Regions from separate parts of the Rattus norvegicus genome. Here region 1 is linked to region 2. Evidence: chromatin contacts called from public Hi-C data. All regions are on one chromosome and are shown on one strand. Each heading gives the region's core, a stretch centred on a gene start, on an enhancer-like site or on the middle of the called end of the contact. The rest is flanking DNA. Distances are from core to core; before and after follow the strand shown.

Region 1 (3,072 bases), core at 80-2,579, 47 kb before region 2:
ATTATGACTTTGTCCCAGGAAATATAAGTCACAGATAGAAGAAAAAAATTTCCAGACAATGTATCTAAAGAGATTCCTTATACATAAAGTATATCTGTATAGAAAAAGTAACTCTTGAAGATTGAAGCCTAACTCAGAAGTAGATGCTTGTTTCACATGCCTGAAACTCTGATCTGAGAACCAGTTACCAGTAACTAGAAAAAGCTGGGTAAATTAGAGGTATTTCAACAAAGATTTATGAATGAACATTAAACATATCAAAAAATATTCAGTATCATTATCCATGAGGTAACAGTAAAGGTACAACTTCATGTGTACAAGAACAGCCACAATCAAATAACAAGTATTGGTGAGGATGTGAAAAATGTGTACTTAAAAAAAAAGTTGATAGAAATTTAAAAGTATCCAGGTACTGTGAAATATAGTTTGGCCTGGCCGTTTGTTAAAATGTTAAATATAGATTTAATATGACCCAACAAACTGAAAATAAACCTAATGTCCTTCTATTGGTATACAGGTGATAAAAGCATCTGTCTATACTGTGGAATATGCTCCCGTCGTAGACCACATATTATTCCATTTACATGAAATGTCTAAGAAAAATGTACAGGTACAAGACGCAGATGAATAATTCCCTGCAGCTAGGGCTTGAGAAGCAGAAAGAACTGAAAAAGAGACACAAGTTCTCTTTTGGGGTGATAAATGCTTCATTAATAGGCGGTGAACAATATGCTTTAAATACCTTTTAGAGCAAACAGTACTTCAATAAAGCTACTGTTTTTACAAAACATTACAATTCAGCCTTAGAACTTAGCGACATTTTAGTCTTCTTCTTAGTATTTTGGTTACAGTATTTATGGCAGCCCAGTATTTACTGTATGTATCCAGAGAAGGCATAGCAGTATATTAATCTGTACTTCAAACAGAATTTGTAACAGTCTATACTGAAAAATCTAACTTAAAATGACTACCAAATAAACAGTAATTACTCTAAGACCTTTAATGATTTTTTCCCCCTTTATTAACAGATTATCCCAACCTGTTCCTCTGAGAAACTAGATAAGATATTTCAATGAAATAGTGTCAGTTTTAATTGCCAATTTGACACAATCTAGAGTTGCCTGGGAAGCAAATCTTACTCAATGAAAGATCTTCAAGGCTAGGCTGGCCTGTATGGAATTATACTAATTACGTTAAATGGGTTGAGAAGACCTGCCCATTGTGTGTAGCACCATTTCCTGGGCAGGACAGCAGGTTTGTACAGAGTGGAGAAAGAGCTGAGTCCTATCATGTATGCACTGGTTCACTGCTCTCTGCTCATGGCTATGAATGACCTGTTGCTTCAAGTTCCTGCCACCCTGACTTTCCCACAGTGATGGACTGTAATCTAGAATTGTGAGCCCAATAATCTTTCAATTGCTTTATTCCGGGTATTGTATAACAGCTTCCTTTGTGGTGAATAATCTTTCATCTTTGAGGGAATAGAATACCAAATGTTTACAGGGAGCTGAAACAACAGGATGTTCTAAGGAGAGTTGAATACTACAGAGAAGCATGTAAGACAAGTAGTTAACCCAAAATAGCTTCAGAAAGTCCCTGAAACTAACTAGACTCATTAGACCCCCACCTCCCATCTCCCCAAGAGAATATAAACAGTAAAGATTGCTAAGAGAGGACTGAAACAAGCCCAGTTGCCTGGAAGAAGCAGGCTATAAGAAGCTCAGATCAACTAAGCCACCTGGAAAAGAACCTGTTGGGCTGTGTAGTTTGCTCCAGGTTTCCAGTGTTTGTAAGCTTCCACCCTTGCTGGGTGGGCTTTGGTAATACAGCTGTCTTTGAGTCATTTCTGGTCTTATAAGTAATCCCTCACACATATATTCCTGTAAGTAAGTCCTCCCTCACTTCATAAAACTCATTGGTTCATCAAGATGGATTTTACTTTGGTCTGTAATGAGTTCTCTTTTCTAAGGTGAGTAGACTGGTGTTGCATCTCCTCAGGAAAAGTTTGTCACACAACACCAGGTTATTTTATCGCAGTAACAGGAAGGGAAATTAAGACAAAACAAAACAAAAAACAAAAACAAAACCCAACAACAAAGCAAGGACAACACTGTATATTCAGTCTTGAGAGCATCAGCCAGCTCAGATTACAGGTATCCAACAGAACTGCATAGCTACAAACATATAAAGACATAAAACAGCCTAACTAAAAGTGATACAGGTCCACAAAATACAATGTTGCTTTCTCAGCTCTCACTAGGGATTTTACAGGGCAGAAGAGAATCTTCCTTGTTACTTTGGACTTTGCATATTATCAACTCAGCAAAGAGAAGCTTCACAAGTGATATGTTGGCTCCTCCTCCAAGCCTAGATCAGGACCCAAGTTTGCCCACCATTGTTATTATGCCATGGTAATAGTCATGTGTTGAGCTTAATGAACAAACTAGTCACTGAACCTCAAATCAAGAATAGTAATACTCCATCTAGTCCCATTTTCTTTAGCCTGACCCTATTCCCAAGATACCAGAAGGATATCTCTATGATCCTTGCTTTCAATTCAGCTTTTTAGATGAACTCTAAAATACCAAGAAAAGGTATTTCATAACAAAGATTCCAGAAGATGGCATCAAGGCATACTTTGTATTAGGAGTTCAGTCCACATAACAGCTCTAGGTCTTCACCTTGAATTGTACCTTAGAATAAACAACTGAGAGCTCTGCTGCAACGCCACAATGATATAACTCTAACAAAATGCCCCTACCGAGCTATTTCTGTGCTCTTACTATCTCTTCCCACCCTTGCACTAGAATAACATTATCTCAAATGACTCCCTAGAGTTCAAATATAAATATGAGATGATCCCCTACTGCCAGTTTTAAGTAATAGACAGAATAAACCCTGAAGTTACTATTATTAGCCACAAATGTTTCTTAAGAATTAAAGAATAAAAAATAAATAAAACTTTCTCATTTAGGAAAAAGAGTGAATCAACTACTAAAATTCACAATTTATTTTCAGCTTTGCAAGATAAGGCAATTACTACCAAAGGAAAACTACCACTCTGCCTTGGGT
Region 2 (3,328 bases), core at 583-3,082:
ACATAAATCAATTTACCTTAAACATTGTACAACTGAACTAATGTTAATGCTCAGACTTCATTTATTTATGGTTTTGGGGGAACAGGGTTTCTCTGTGTAACCTTGACTCTCAAGAAACTCGCTCTGTAGACCAGTATAGCCTAGAACTCAGAGACCTCTGCCACCTGAGTGCTGGGATTAAAGGCATTCACTACCTTGCCCGGCCTAATCCTCAGACTTAAAATTGATATGCCACAACCCCTATCAGTACACATATATGGATCAAGGCCATTAGTTTAAAATATATTACCATGAATTGTAAGTTCATCTACTACCTCAAGCACATTTCAAGAGTAAATAAATGGGTGCCGCAATGCTCAGCAGCACTAATAAAAGGTTGTTAAAACAACCAGTAAAAATCTTCCAGAGCATTCAAGTAACATCCTCCTCAGAAAAAGTAAAATGCCTCATTATTGTCCTGCCTCTTAACCCCTCACAGGCCAAAAAAAAAATTTACAAAAATTTACAAAATTTACAAAAAGTTACAAAAATTTAAAGAGACTATTTTAAGAGCCCCAAAATCAAAAGAGCAAACTTCTAAATATACTTTTGAATTACCGAATTACCTCATTTAATTAAAATAATATTTAACAGGTTCCAGCTTTACTTTTCCCAAGCATAGTTCAGCCGACTTTCTAATAGCTTCTGTCACAAAGATCCTCGGGTCTCCCCTGTCTTCTCTATGTAAACAAAGTCACCCATGTTTGTTCAACCGAGGTACCATGCATGTAGCAAAAGTTAATAAGGGATTAACTGAGAGACCGCGGGGTACAGGAGCCACTCATTATATAACATTTCCAAGTATTTGCACATCACGTTTATTAACATCATCACAGGTCAACTATAGAGACCAAACATTACGAGCAGTGGGAGGGACTTATAACAGTGACTTAGGGGGTAACCGAAGGGGGAAATCGAGGGGCTGAGATACAAAATTCTAAGCAAGGTGGTTTCAAAACACCAGTGTCTCCAAGATAATGGGCGGGTTCAAACTTCCTGCATAACCTAAACTGCCTCTCCCCGGCGCTAATATCAAGTATTACAGCTCTTTTGTCTGTGCAATGACCGGCCAAATTTGAGCAGAAAAACAAAACAAAACAACAAAAACCACAAGGTAGTTGCACAGAGCGATCGTTACCAGGAGCGGAGTTCCAGCTGCCCATGGCCACAAGACATCAACTCTCACCCTGATTTGCTTTAGGCAACTACGGAGAGGCAAGTATGAGGCGGAGAGAAAGTGGACAAGGGACCAAAACACAAGTTTGGAGATCAGCACCAACTTAGAGCGACGAATTCGGGTGTATACGGCCTACTGAGAAGTGGGAATAAGACCCACACACTCGGACTCGGGAGGAATTCTAGTCGCCGGAATGAGGCGGGCAGAAGGGCAGAATGAGGCTGCCAGCCAGACAGCCGACGGCGGCCAAATCAGATCGGTAAACAAGCCGGGCGGGCTACTCTCCCTCATCCCCCGGGTTGTCCCCGCGCCGGAAAGCCCAAGATGGACGCGCGGCCGCGGACAACCCCGGGCCTGCGATGCGCTATCCCGCAACGCTGCTGCCCGGAGGCTCGGCAGCCTGCGCCCCGCGACGCCCCGTCAGGCCGCGGTCGACCCGCGAGGGGCCTGCGGCGCGGCGCCCCCAACCCAGGCCCGGTTACCTGGCGGCCGCGACTCCTCCTCCTCCCCGTCTGACGCGCGGCGCCGGGCGGCCGCGGCGGCGGCGGCGACTCCCGCACGGCCCGCGGCGACGAGCCGAGCCCGGCCCCTCTCCGCCTCCCTCGGCGCCGCCGCCCACCCCGCTGCTGCCGCCTCCGCCCTCCCGCCTCAGTCAGGACATGTTCTCCGCGGGCCCGCGCGCGGCTCCCAGCGGCCCGAGGGGCGGAGAGGCGGCGCGGAGGCGGGGGCCGAGGCTCGGGGACAGGGGCGGAGCAGACTGAGGATGGCCTCGGGCGCTGAAGACTCCGAATGGCGGCGGTCAAGACCCTAGAGCTAAATAAACCCCGCGGCGGCTGCACAACGTCAGGAACTGGACCTTGCTGCTCACCGTCCTGTGATTGGTCCCGAGGCCTCAGGAGGCGCAGCCAATAGGTGATCGCCTCTTTCCCGGAGCAGGAGGCGGGCCGAGGCCGTGATGTCAGCAGCATGCGTCCTGATTGTGAGGCTAGAGCCCGCGCGGTCCTGCCACGCATCCTCCCGGGTGGCGAGTTTCCTCAAATAAAAGTGCAGGATACGCCTGGAAGGTAGGAGTCGGGTTTCCGGGACCGCCGTGGGCTCTTACAGCTGAGTCCCCAGAGCTTTGAACTAGCGCGAGTCTTGCGTCTCAGGAATGAGCTGTTTGCTAACTGGGATGCTGCTTGGCGGTTCCTTAGGACATTTAAAACCTTTTTTAAATTTCCATAATTTAACACAGGCTTTCATTCTGTGGCTCAGGCTGGCCTGGAACTCTTAAATGATCTTCTTGCCTCAGCCTCCCCAAGAGCGCTGAGATTACAAGCCCTGCTTACTTTGCTTTTTACTTGTTTTCAGACGAGGTTCTCTTGTAGCCCAGTTTATTTCTAATCCTTCTAAGTAGCTGAGAGCCTCAGCCTCCAGAATGCCGGACTTAAAAGTATGCCACCACTACACTTGGTTTCAACTACCATTTATTTTTATAGTGAAGTTGCCAAGCTTGACAGCCCGAGTTCCATCCCCAGTACCTACATAGTGGAAGAAGAGAACTAACTCCCACAGTTGTTCTCTGAGCTACACACAAAAGAAATAAATTAATTAATTAAAAAAAACGAAAGAATATGGGGGCTGGAGAAACAGCCAACATATAAGAGTACTTCCAGCTCTCGCAAAGACCCAGAGTTGAGTTCAGTTCCCAGCAGCCACTTCAGTGGAGTACAGTAATCTGTAACTCCAGCTACGGGGATTCAGTGCCCTTTTGTGGCCTCTACCAGCACCCACACTCACTTGTATTGAAATGTTTTTCAAAAACTCGTCCCTGTCGCCCACCCACTCAAGGCCTAAACCTGACTTTCAGCCTGTACAAGTTAACTCTTACATGACCCATGTACTGGGAAGTTTGTGTTCCAGGAACTCGGAGGTGCCATGAAATCAGATAGCTGTACTCCAAGCGTGTAAACAACGTCCTCCACCCTGAACCCAGAGTTCCGAGAAAAGCCACAAAGAACATCTGTGTGACCCCAGATATCCCTTTTGCCCGCTCAAAACTTGCTTAAGTTTGAATAAGCGCGAGGACCAATCATGTATCACCCCGCCATCCTTTTCCGGTTCCTCAACCAA

The links. Hi-C and Micro-C count contacts between places; a contact is called where the count stands out from the background.
Region 1: a Hi-C map of psoas muscle shows a contact between it and region 2, with 2.2 times the contacts expected there. The contact joins the enhancer-like site here to the promoter of Zranb1 in region 2. A contact is called at or near these places in 6 of 12 Hi-C or Micro-C datasets (Schwann cells, kidney, liver and 1 more).

What each region holds. Positions count from the first base shown.
Region 1 is chr1:197,200,723-197,203,794 of GRCr8, reverse strand. All of the region lies in intron 6 of Zranb1 (zinc finger RANBP2-type containing 1), which reads right to left. Among named protein-coding and RNA genes, the nearest start is that of Ctbp2, 40 kb to the left of the region's middle. Within about 2 kb of position 1,329, at least 1 of the 93 cell types and tissues checked has an H3K27ac peak or open chromatin away from gene starts, as enhancers often do.
Region 2 is chr1:197,153,938-197,157,265 of GRCr8, reverse strand. Zranb1 (zinc finger RANBP2-type containing 1) reads right to left here and starts at 1,832. Exons shown (of 10, transcript NM_001427548.1): 1 at 1,699-1,832.